2 separate regions of the Zea mays genome follow, and region 1 is linked to region 2. A link is a contact called in public Hi-C data. All regions are on one chromosome and are shown on one strand. The core of a region is the stretch at or near the end of the contact, and the rest is flanking DNA. Distances in the headings are between cores, read along the strand shown. Region 1 holds the start of LOC100283185. Region 2 holds the start of LOC100381841.

Region 1 (6,902 bases), core at 900-3,399, 770 kb after region 2:
TTTAGGAGGGAATTCTTGTATCTGGGTCCATTTTGGACCTTCTTATTTCTTCTTAATATAATGATGCGCAGCTCTCCTGTACGTTGAGAGAGAAAAAAGTCGTTCGATCATGATTAAATCGGCCAAGTCGGACTGGAAGTAACGATTAGGGCTACTAGTCGTCCAATCGTCTGACTAATCAGCTTGTAATCATGATTATTGATTAGTCATCCGACTTGGAAAAGACAACGACCAGAATTAGTTTAGTTTTATTTGGGCTGCCTATTTTCGGCCTGACTATAAGGCATATGAAAACGGCAACCCCGCCCCCCTCTAAACCCTTCACGTAGCACACGACTCTTCAGTTCCTTGCACTGGCGGCTGGCTTCCCTCTCGCCCCCTCCTCTTCAGATCTGCCTGGCGGCTGCTGATCACCGGTGGTGGTTCATCCTCCATCTGTCCATCTCCATCATAAGCAATTCATTTGAAGGTCTGTACTAGTAACTGGTGATCAAAACTGCAAACGGTGGCAATTTCAATGTTTCTTGTTTCCTTCTAGGCTGCTCCTGGTTTTAGAATTTTATTTTGCACAGTTATTTATTTATTTAAGAAATGCTAAAACATCTGTGTATCTGTATCCGCTCGATACCAATATGCATTTCCGTATACATGCTTCATAGCATAACAGGCAACCTGGTTGTGAACAACTTCAGTAATGTAGTAACAACATTAAATCTAATTTTGCACAGATTTCACCTGAATTTAAATTTGTGATGCTAGAAAGGCAGTATGTAACCTGAATCGGTTAGTCAGAACCAATAGTTAGAGGTTAACTGGTTAAGCATCGGAAACAATACCACACCAGTCTGCAATTATGACTGTATAGCAGAGATCTTAAAACTGGTATAGTGGACTAGTGGTAAATGTGGCGGTGATGAAGAAGCAGCAAACTGCGACTTTGCATACTAATATTCCCATACGTTAGTGCTTACTTAATGTTGCATAAACCCCAGATCCCGATAGACTTAGGCACCCTGATAGACTTAGGCATGTTTATCCATTCCTAGATGCTCAAGCCATTGAGCAAGTCTTGCGTGCGCACGACCAGGAAGACTGGGCATCGTGCGCGCCATGGTGACACTCCACTGCATGGGACATGATCACCATTACCTCCAGCTTTGTAGCATGTTTAGTCACTGCATTGCATAATATAGGAGAAAAAACCAGAACAGCTGCAAGGCATTGCACAGCACAAGCTCTCAGTACACACACTCGCGTTTGTGTTCTTCCAGTTAGTGAACTTACGTTTGTGTTCTTCACTGCTTCAGAAACCTCACCACGGCTAACACTTAACAGCCAATTTCTAGCATATCGCAGTAGCAGTGAAATCTAAATTTGCAGACTTACCAATTCAATGTCAACTTTGTACACCGGTATCTTGGGATACTGGCTGCTCAGCTTTGATACTAAAGGTGCGATCGCCCTACCTGCAGTGCGGCACAATCACACAACAAAATTATGACACAAATGAATGAAGCCCTATACTTGGCAACGCTGGCATCAGAATGAGGCAGTACTTACATGGTCCACACCACACCGCCGTGTAGTAAAAGACAGCTGGTAGCTTTTCATCTGCAAGATCCACAGGGATCACAGTTCACAGCCAGTGAGGCACAAGAGAACGAACGAACCATCGAACCACCATGACCCAATTCGTCACCCAACACCAGACGTACCAAGGAGGCAAGGACTAACTAGCATCTAGCATGGTTTGGAAATGGGAGAGGAGGAAATCGGCGCCGTACCTTGCACCTTGGAAAAGATGCTGTTGAAGGAGTCCGCGGAGCCCACGACCACCATGCTTGAACCACCTGAAACAGCCAACCCAAAAAGCCGTAAGTCCCCGAGAGCCGCACGAAATGGAGAGGGGGGCATGGGCGAGACGAAAGGAGGATCGAGTCATCGAGAGGAATACTCGTGGAAGAGAAGAGGCGATGGGGGCCCGGAAAAGCGGGCGGCGATGACGACGAGAAGGAGGGGGCGAGGGGCGCGGGGTTAGGGTTCACGGCGAAGGGGAGGTGATGAGGTCTTGGGGCGGCGGAGGCGGATGCAGACGAGACGAGGGGAAAGAGGCGAGGGAGACGGCAGAGTCGGCGAGCCATACTGCAGAATGCGGACGTGGAGCGGTCGGCGCCGTTAAGGCCTGGACTCCTCGACGATTGGTCAACTGGGCCTCCACTACCGTTAAGGCCTGCTTCCACCGTCCAACTACTCTGAGCTCATGGGCCGAAGTAAATTGGATGGTGGTAGGGATGAAAGTGGTGTGGATATGTTTTCTATTTACAGTCATCTAGAGTCTCAAATATATATTTTAAAATTCATATATTTTGAGATTTAATTGTTTCAAAAAAATTAGACTATCTCTATTGATGGTACATCCTATACTAAAGTTGTAGCGCTTGATAAAATTTTAAACTTTATAGTTAAAGTTTTTTTTATCTGAGTTCGTTTAGTAGCCAAAAATATTTAATGCAAGATTACGGAACGTTGATACAAAACAATATCATTATATATGGACATAAATATGTGTGGGGTGCAAACGGTACAGATGAGGGAGCGTTGAATGATTAGCAGCCGTGTTAAGTTGGAAACTCGATTCAAGCGAAGGTTGCATTAACATGACCAACTAATCTTTATATATGCTCGGTTTACTGTGAACCGTACACTAGTTTAAACATGAAGTGGTAGCATGTCATCTATTTGACCATAGGATAATCAGGTGGAAGTCGGGCATGTCGATCTTCCCAATTTATCTCAGGCATGATGGTTACCTAGAAGTATTTGATGGACGACATTTTTTCTGCGCCACGGCCTTTCCTGCCGTCTGCTGGCCACCTCAAGCTAGCACAGATCAGCCACTGGCTAGTATAGATGTCCAAACAGAGTGCGGGCCGCCCGTTTAATTCGTGGCACGGCACAAATTTAGCCCGGTCCAAACACGGCCCGGCACGGCCCGTTTAGCGGGTCAGGTATGGGCAGATACGACGGTCCGCGTGATTTGGCCCGGCCCGGCACGATAAATAGGTCGGCTCAACGGCGGCCCGCGTATTTGAACACAAATGCAGTGTAGCGCAGGCTCAATTCAATTAAATGGGTCGGGACTGTTATTTCATATTTGTATATAAATACATACATTTAACAGATAAATATATACATTACTCAGCCTGCTAAATGATCAATACTAAATACGCAGAACAAATGCATGAGAACAGTCCAGCCAAACATAATATAAATGCATTGATAAATACATACATTTAATTCTCTCATAATATATAAATATTGATACATTTAATTCTAAGCAGAATAAATGCATACATAAATACAGACGCAGGCTGAGTGATCATTTCATATTTGTATTAATATGATATTATCTTGTGAATTGATAAATGAATTTTGTTGTCTTAATATATGTAAATAATATGTTATGATATATGATTAATTCTGTTAAATATATGTATTTATATACTGCTCTACTGTTGGTTCGGGCCAGTGGCCGGCCCGGTACGTTGAGGCCCACCGGACCAACGGGCCGGCCCAGCACGATTTTTCCCTTTGCGTGCCGGGTTTGGGCATGTTCCTAGGCACGTGGGCCAGCCCGACCCAGTCCGAAGCATCAACGGGTCGTGCCTAGCCCGACCCTATTTGTACCGGGCCGAAACAGGTCCGTGTCGGGTCCGTGCCGGGTGGCCCGTCTAGACATCTATACTGGCGAGTACAAATTATCATGGAGTCTCCATAAACTGCAGTACAGATGGGAGCAGCTGGCCATATGCTGATCAGATCAACTAGTACTACTACGACGATGAAGCAGCTCTCCATTGCACTGCGGCACACCCACCATTATTAGAGATGGCAACGGGTATAAACCCGCCGGGTTTTGCTATCCCAAACTCGTACCCGTGAAAAATATTTACACCCATTAAAAAACCCATACCCATGACGGGTTTGAAATTTTGCCCAAAACCGTACCCATCGGGTTTGCGGGTACCCACGGGTTACCCGCGGGTTTTTATCTCCAATATGCTTATTCTTTTTATAATCAATAAGTATCGTAATGATTAATGAGATCGTGGTCCAAAATTTATGTAATGGACGAGTTCATGATTTGGTATAAAAAATATTTGTAGAGAGAATTAAATACAAATAATTAGTTGTATAATCAAGTTACCTTACACTAAGTTATACATCCACCACATATATAACGCTAGTAATAACTATAATAGCAAGCAAGCAACACTATCACCAACTACTTATACATTCACTATTTGATAAAAATTAGGAAGTAAATAAGTAGATAACAAGTTTGTTGTTCGTTTATAAAATAAAATGACAATGTGCACTAAGTTTGGTCGAGTTTAAAAAACCCACGGGTTCACGGGTTTGGGTACTATAGGAACAAACCCGTACCCATAAACCCGTCGGGTATACATTTATACCCATTAATAAACCCATGGGTATGAAAATTGACCCAAACCCGTACCCTAATGGGGTAAAAACCCATCGGGTTTCGGGTTTCGGGTACCCATTGCTATCTCTAACCATTATATGCCATCTATTTGGTTCCTTAGCTAGGCAGAGCCTCGTTCAGAAGCTCATGCAGGCCGAGCCAAATCTATATAAGTGGATGCAAGTAATATTTTGTATGGTTGTTTGGTTGACTGTACATAACCAGCCAGGATTTCGTGGCCACGTGTTTGGTGGGCACATGTATAAGTGGATGCAAGTAATATTAGATCTTTACCAGAATTTCAGTAATGTACATGAGACAATTTATACAAGTATCGGTGTTTCGGACCCGGGGGGTCCCTGGACCGACGAGTAAATTTGTCGCTGCGTGTTCCAGCCCAGATGGGTTGGCGCAAGATGGAATACAAGAAGGAAACGCGGCTCGTGTTATCTCGCACCAGGGGGGGTGTGCTCGTAGTAGGGGTTACAAGCGTACGCGAGAGAGGGAGAGTGAGCCTGTTCGTTAGCTCGTCCCTCCGCGCGACCCTCCTACATGAAGGCCCTGGACCTCCCTTTTATAGATGCAAGGAAAAGGTCCAGGTGTACAATGGGAGTGTAGCTATGCGCTAACGTGTCTGATAGAGAGGTGCCTGAGCCCTGTGTACATGTCAACGTGGCTGTCGGAGAGGTGCTAGAGCCCTGTGTATGCGATAACGTGGCCGTCGGAGAAGTGGCTGAGCCCTGTAGAAGCACAGCTGGCGGTGCTGCTGGGATCCTGCTGACGTCTCCTTGCTTCTGTAGGGGGCTGAGAACCACCGTCGTCACGGATGCACGCAGGGAGCCATCATTGCTTGTTTCTGGCACGAGCCAGATGGGACGCCGGTCTTGTTCCCTTGTAGCCTGAGCTAGCTAGGGGTAGGGTAATGATGTATCCCCTGTGGTGCGGTCGGTCCGAGCCCAAGGTCGGGCGAGGCGGAGACTTCTCCTGAGGCCGAGGCTGTGATCGGGCGAGTACGTGATTCCTCCCAAGGCCAAGGCCGAGGCCGAGGCCGAGTCTTGGGGGTCGGGCGAGGCGGAGACCTCCTCTCGAGGTCGAGGCCCAAGGCCGGGCGAGGCGGAGCTTCCTGTTGTGCTCGAGGCTGAACTTGCTGTTGTCAGCCTTGCCCGGGTGGCTGGCACAGCAGTCGGAGCGGGGTGAGCGGCACTGTTTTCCTATCAGATCGGTCAGTGGAAGGGCGAAGTGACTGCGGTCACTTCGACCTTGCCGACTGAGACGCGCGTGTCAGGATAAGGTGTCAGGCTATCCTCGCATTGAATGCGCCTGCGATACGGTCAGTTGGTGAGGCGATTTGGCCAAGGTTGCTTCTCGACGAAGCCTGCCCGAGCCGGGCCTAGGGCGAGCCGAGGGTGCGCCCGCTGCCTGAAGAGACCCTCGGGCGAGGCGTGAATTCGTACGGGACTACTGTTCCCGCCCGAGGCCGGGGTCGGGCAAGGCGAGATTGCGTCCCTTGGTAGGCGAGGTCTTGACATAAACCGTGCCCATCAGCCTCTGTAGCTTGTGTTGATGGTGGTTACCAGCCGTGATTAGGAGTGTTGGGGGTACCCCTAATTACAGTACCCGACAGTAGCCCCCGAGCCTCAAAGGGAGTGTTGGTACTCGCTTGGAGGCTTTGCCGCACTTTTTTGCGAGGGGACCGGCATTCCTCGGTTATACTTTGTTTCGGTGGGTGCGCGCGAGCGCACCCGCCGGGTGTAGCCCCCGAGGCCTCAGAGGAGTGGTTTGACTCCTCTGAGGTCTTAATGCTTTTCGTGATGCTTTGGCCGACCTTGTTGTTCCCTCATGCGGCCTGGTCGTAGCCCGGGTGCATGGTCAGGTTCCGAGTTTTTAGGCTGGTTTGTTGACGCTGTCAACAGTTTGGCCATAGCCGGGTTGCGAGAGCAGCCCCAGAGCCTCTGCACGGAGCGAGAGGACGATCAAGGACTGTCTCAACTTTTATTATACGCCCCTTCGTCGCCTTTCCACAAGGAGGAAGGGGGGAAAGCGCCATGTTGCCCTCGGAGGGTGCCGAACATGAAGTCTCCAGTGAGTTGCTAACGGGTGATCCGAGTGGACGCCCGTGCCCCATTCGATAAGGGTCGGCTAGTGGCCCAGAGGCGTGCTCCAAAAGTACCTGCAGGTGATTTGCCGAACCCGGACCCATTCGATAGGGTCCGAGGGCTTGATGCCTCCCTCTGGTGGGATTCCGTTACAAAATCGCTCCTGCTGGTCTCGAAAATGTCCTAGGGTACCTTGGGAGCGTAGCCCGAGCCTCGGCCATGTAACGGACGTACCCAGAGTCATCCCTCACTCTGCGTGCTCTGGGGCGGCTGTCGAACCCTTCCGAGGGGCCAGCCTTCGAACCCCTGATCAATAGTGG
Region 2 (6,474 bases), core at 3,779-6,278:
CATATGAAACATAAAAGATAGCGTGAATAATCGTATAACATTATTCATTTAACTTTATTAACTCATCATAAAGGAATAGAAACAATATTGAATTGTAAATGTACCTTCGACTTGGAAGGAAATGAAAATACAAGTGTGATGCCAAAAGCAAATGCTAAGTCAGCGTGTCCAGTACGGGAGTACTGTTCATCTATTTATAGACGCGGGACGCAGCCCACGTAAAATTACATCCATGTCCATTACATTTGTTAACGGCTTATGGAAATCTGTCGAGGCCCCCGAAGTCTTTTCATCTTTAAGTCGGTTCCCCCTTCTGCCATCGCGCCGAAGCTTCCCTGCGCACAGCTTCGGCTACACTCGACCTTCGTCTGGTTCAGGCTTCGTCCTGGCCGTGCTCCATATTCATAATTCTGGATCCGAAAATACCTGTTCACATAATCCACTCGGAAAACATTGTCAAATCATGTTTTTGAGGACCTTCGGAGGACGAAGGCCCCCAACAGTTATAGATAGTTCAACTTCAATCCAGAAGAGAAACCGTCAATCCAGGTGTTACATGATGGTATTGTTTCGTTAGTGATGTCTTGTCATGTTAAGTCCAGAAGAAAACCTGTCAATGTAGTTGGCACACAACAGTGTAAGCTTCTTAGTGATATACCAATAAAGATGAAAAAGCGTCAAACTAGTGGAATGATGATATTGTTTAAATTACATGTGTCTGCTCGGTTTCAATGACATTATGAGGTCAGAAATTGTGATCACCTGTTAGACAAATGTTAAGGCAGTGATGTGACTTGCATTTGTGGATCACAAACCTACTCTTACTCGAAAATTCTATGTACAGATTCCAAGTTCACACAGCAGGAGCTGCCCGCTTGCAAGCCGATTCTTACTCCAAAATGGGTAGGCTTTTACTGGTTGTGAGGATTTAGAGAACTAACATCAAAGAAGCTCACAGATGTTTCAATCTTTGACCTATGTTTTGTAGGTTGTCTCTGTTTTCTTAATCGTTGGGGTCATCTTTGTTCCTATTGGTGTTGTTTCACTGCTAGCTGCAAGAGATGTATGCTGCCTTTTGTTTGTGGCTTCTGTCTTAATATAGATGTTATGGGTTGTGGCAGTCTCATCTTTTTCCTATTTACACATGTTGACCGATTGCAGGTTGTTGAGATTATTGATCGGTATGATGAGGCATGTGTGCCAGTTAACATGACTGAGAACAAGCTTGCTTACATCCAGAATGAGACCATATCCAAAGAGTGCATAAGGAATCTTACGGTAATAAGCTTAGAATTTCATGGGTATTGATTTAGCGTTACAAATACTATGGCATAGAAGTAAAAGTGCAATTAAATAGATTTTTAAATGATTATAAAGTTGGAACAATCATGCAGTTGTGGCATCCATCTTCTATCAGATTTATCACAATTTTCTTTGCTGAAAAAAACTGTTTCTTTCCAATTTCTTTCCAGGTTACAAAATATATGAAGCAGCCTATTTTTGTGTATTATGAACTTGATAACTTCTATCAGAACCATAGGAGGTATGGTGTTTTTTAAGATTTGCATGCAATCATTTGAATCTTTACCCCTTGGTACGAATTGACAGCTCTTGCTTTCCTGATGTTGATGAATTATCATTTGCAATCGTGATGCTATTTTATTTGGAAAACATGATACAACAATTTTACTGCTAACTTGGATATCTTACCGCCAAAGGAAAAGAAGTGAATAGTCTTTCATTTGAGATTTACCATGCACTTCCCTGGTTCAGATATGTAAAGAGCCGAAATGATGCGCAACTAAGAGATGCTAGTAAAGCTAACCAGACATCCGCTTGTGAACCTGAGAAGACCACAGCTAATGGGCAACCAATTGTTCCTTGCGGCCTTATTGCTTGGAGCTTGTTTAATGATACATATAATTTCACTCGTGGTAATGAGAACTTGACAGTGGACAAGAAAGACATCTCCTGGAAGAGTGATAGGGAGCATAAATTTGGTAAAGATGTCTATCCGAGCAACTTCCAGAATGGTGCACTTAAAGGTGGAGCAACACTTAACCCAAAGATCCCGGTACGCGAACTTTTATCATGCATCTGCAACATCATATTTCTGCTAATGTCCATTGATTTCTTGTTCATGTGGATAAACAAAAGTATATGGGTAAGGAATATTTGTGGCAGTTATTCATGTAAGTTGAATGTTATGTGACAGTTGAGTGAGCAAGAGGACCTCATTGTTTGGATGCGGACCGCAGCACTTCCGACGTTCAGAAAGTTATATGGCAGACTATACTTTGACCTCAAGGAGAATGACACAATAACAGTGAGATTGAATAACAACTACAATACATATAGCTTTGGTGGCAAGAAAAAGCTGGTCCTCTCCACTGCAACCTGGCTTGGGGGGAAGAACGATTTTCTTGGCTTTGCATACCTTATAGTTGGTGGGCTCTGCATTTTCCTGGCATTTGCATTCACCTTGCTGTACTTCGTAAAACCAAGGTTAGTGACTTCTGATGATCTCTTGCAATGTCTTGGAAATAACTGTGTGCTGGATTTAGTCCGTGAACCCGCTATATATATGCACATGCTGTCCACTGCAATAGCCATACTGTGAACGTGATGCTTACTGTCAAGTAATCTGGGTTTAGCCTATCATGTTTATAGAAAACCTGTACACTGATTATGTCTGGTGCAGCCCATTTTATCTGTGCATCTTTTATTGTCAGTTAAAGGTTGAGGTAGCCCTGAGGGCTAAGGCTGTAGGCTGTGTGGGTACCTTCTATAAATTTTGGTGGACTAGAACTAGACAATCAGCTGTTCTGTTTTACTTTACTGACTTTGGTCCTTCACACTGCTCGTGTTGGGTATGTTATTCACTGTGGACTGTGGCCTGGCATGATCAAGGCTTGCACCATAAGAATGGTCGTTTTAGGACTTCTTTGTGATTGTTCTGCCAACCTTTACATTCCATTGACATCCTACACGAGTGGAAATGCTAATCAAATATGTGGCCTTCTGCAGGAAACTGGGAGACCACAACTACTTATCCTGGAACAGACGCTAGGATGTTTCGGAACACCAAGTGTCCGTACTACTCGAAATGTAGCTTGTATGAAATGAAATGCTCTGAACCAGAAATGTCGATGGGCATAAGCAAGCATGGTTCAGGAAAGAACTTCATGTATATTTTTTACGAAGGGGTCTAGGTGGCTACGTTATTTTTGTTTCTTGTGTTCTTTAGTGTAGCACTGAACAGGAGAATACCAATTGATCTCTATTAGCTTGCTTCGTGGTACAAGCACTCTAAATGGTTGACTGTGTGGTGTTGACGCTTTGGCTGCCGAAGAATACCAATTAATGATGTTGGTTGACTGTAATATCCTCAAGTGGGAACAGTACCAACTTCTGTATAAATTGATTACCGTGTGATGTTTGTTTCTCCACTACCATTATAGTACACGGGTGCCTATCATTGTCATCTATTCACGGTCAGAATGCCTTTCTACGTGCTATAATAATTAAAAACATAATCTACAACACTAGAGATGCATATGCGAGATTCGTTTTTATTGCTCCACACAGATGGTAGACTGGAAATCATGACTAGAAAACTTGGGATTCACTGCTTCGTCCTTTATTATTGTGCTCATGTTCAGATTCATTTCCACTTGCTCCTCTACTGCTCCACGCAGGTGAATGTAAGACAACTCGAGATCTTCGTAACATGACTCATGACACTGAGGTGATGTTTGGTTCAAAAAATGTAACGCAAATGGTAATGGTTTCGACTCGATTACTGGCGGTAACAAATTTGAATAGGCTGGTATCAAATTTTAGGGTGGTATTTGATTACGGTTGGACTAAAACAAACATGATTTAACGTTATCCGTTACCCATTACATTACAAATATATGAACCAAACGGCACCTGAAATATGCTACTCATGTTCTTCGCAACATGACTTATGACACTCAGATATGGTACTCGTGTTCAGCCACAGATGCTGCAACCAGAATAGTAGCTCAAGCTAATTACAGTAGCCAGTAGCCAAGAATCGTCACCAACCTCTCATCAGCATAAGTTGCTTTTGGACCTTCAGTCCATAGCTAGATAATATAAAGGAACACTCGTAGAATTAATGCATGGTTAAAGCCCCCATCTATAGCTTTTCGGACATTCTCTTCAGCACTCGTGCTGCCACTGTTTCCTCCTGTTCGTCATTCTGATCCTTGGTGAGCCACTCTTGAGTGGCGACAAGGTCCGGGAGCACCGTGGCGCCTGACTGCCTCCAGCTCTCAGCGTCGGCAGTCTTGAACCGGTCCAGGAGCAGCGCATGCATCCCGATGCTCCTAGCTGGGGTGTAGTCCTTCCGCATGCTGTCACCTATGTGGAGCGCTTCTTCCGGAGCGACGTTTCCTGCCATCTCCAGCGCTATCTTGTAAATTCTTGGGTCTGGCTTCTCAACGCCAACGACACCTGAGAACACCCCAAAGTCCCATTCGGAGCTCTAGTTGCAAACCGAGACATGCATTAGTATTTAGTAGACTACTGCATTCATACCACAAAGAAAGCATACTGCTATAGAAGCATGTAATGTAACTGTGACGTGTGATCCAGTGGATATTGCACCTGATTCAATCCTAAAGCTGGCAGGATTACATCTTTGTAGCGGTATTCTGCATTGCTGACGATGCCAACAGTGAGTCCCTTTTCGCGTGCCCACCTTAGGAAGGGCTGCGAATCAGGAAACGCCGAGTATGGCGCAGAGGAGCCAAATGCAGAATAAATGCGCCTGAAGACTTTCTCAAATGTCTCTTCATCATAATCATAGCCAGCCTGCAGTTTGAGAGATCAACTGAATCACTATGCCCTCTCAACATTAACAGGACACACCACTAATCCAGACAAGCTTCATACTTGTAAAATGGTATTTACCTTAACGAATGAATTCTTAACACATGTCCTCCACCATTCGATGTTCGGCATCTTAGCTGCAAATCCAAAGCAAGGGTACTGTCTTGCCATCTCAGTGTATGCAAGCTTGAAGCCCTCATGCATGCGGTTATAGTCAGGACATGGCATCCCAGCAGACTTTGCTGCCATACAGTAGTAATCCCCAAGGTGTCCTTTGTAAGCAATCAGTGTACCAGTAACATCCACGGTGATCAAGCGCAACTTTGAAAGTAGAGACATGCTTGACAGTAATCTGAACCGTGGTCCTTATATACAATCTATCTGCAAAGTCAGATAGCGAAAATTACGACCAAACCAACCGTTTTTGCAGAACCAGCAGAACAAGCGTTATAAAAATACAGTTGCAAAATTACTCTGAGCAGCAGCACCTGAGCTCATATATCATAGGCATGGAAGGTGCACTCAGAAATTAACTTTGCAATGGGATGCTCCTCCCTCTCTAGTCCCTCCCAAGTAATACCCGACATTTTTTCCCAGTGCCTTTTGCAATGGATGAAACATGGTATTTAAGTAAAAAAAACGCCAATCTGCTATATTACCAAAATGAGCGCTGCATCAGTGTCACAAAATTACTTTTATATATAGCTGAGCGGCAGAGTCTGAGCTCATTATATCATAGGCATGGAAGGTGCGCTCAGAAATTAACTTCGCAATCAGATGCTCCTCCATCCCTCCCTGCCAACTAATACTGGCATTTTTTTCATAAGGAAGCGATGCCTTTTGCAATGGATGAAACATTGGATTTAAGTCAAAAGGGCCAATCTCCTATATTACAAAAATGAGCGTTGCATAACACAGAAGTAAAATAGTGGCACCGCTCTACCAGGTGAAATGGCAAGAACTATACCACATTAAAAGAAAAACGTCTAGAAAACATGAAAAATGGGGAATAGAATGGAAGAACATGTTGGGCAATCATATTGTCAAAACATGAGTGAGGTGCTGATGTGGCATCTAGGATGAATGTATCGTCCCACTTGCACAGCAGACACAACCTACATGGGACATTTCCTCCCTACATTGGAGATAATGCAGTGAAACAAATTCAGCAGTGAACGCCAAGCAAAGCATCCCTTATCTCAGGAACCAGGCAGGAAGGGAGTAACAACGAATATTCTGTTTCTACCAAGAAACGCTCGAAACCACATGTAACTCCTAATTTGCAACATTTCTCTCTCATCAATTGTTACTAACACCTCCAGGCCATCTAATCTATCCTGGTTGAGATCCCCATTCATTTTATTTCACAAGAAAAGTAAGGCCATCACAGACCTGCTTGCTTAATGAGGACAAATAGCAAATCTCAACCATAAAGTGGCCGGAACAAATCCAAAATGCTCCATTACCTACCGAAGGATCGATGATTGGACCTCCCGTTGCCGGCAATGCCTGCAAGGAACAAAAGGAACACGAGATCCGGTCAGGCAACCAGCTGATGTTCAACTCGCAAGATCCTATCTTTCAGCGCGAGAACACGGCAAGAACCAACAAACG

The links. A called contact is a pair of places that touch in the nucleus more often than the background predicts.
Region 1: a contact with region 2 is called in a Hi-C map of ear, with 2.2 times the contacts expected there. The contact joins the promoter of LOC100283185 here to the promoter of LOC100381841 in region 2. A contact is called at or near these places in 2 of 25 Hi-C or Micro-C datasets (ear and tassel).

Annotation. Positions count from the first base shown.
Region 1 is chr9:114,924,982-114,931,883 of Zm-B73-REFERENCE-NAM-5.0, forward strand. LOC100283185 reads right to left here and starts at 2,150. Exons shown (of 7, transcript NM_001156087.1): 1 at 1,955-2,150; 2 at 1,785-1,850; 3 at 1,561-1,611; 4 at 1,387-1,466. The coding sequence starts at 2,141.
Region 2 is chr9:114,156,926-114,163,399 of Zm-B73-REFERENCE-NAM-5.0, forward strand. It overlaps LOC100381841, which reads right to left and starts at 5,029. Exons shown (of 3, transcript NM_001174632.1): 1 at 4,942-5,029; 2 at 4,636-4,842; 3 at 3,936-4,513. The coding sequence starts at 4,992. The coding sequence ends at 4,166. It overlaps LOC100283092 (cell division control protein 50), which reads left to right. Exons shown (of 8, transcript NM_001155994.2): 2 at 845-903; 3 at 989-1,063; 4 at 1,162-1,278; 5 at 1,473-1,543; 6 at 1,774-2,074; 7 at 2,216-2,505; 8 at 3,028-3,498. The coding sequence ends at 3,070.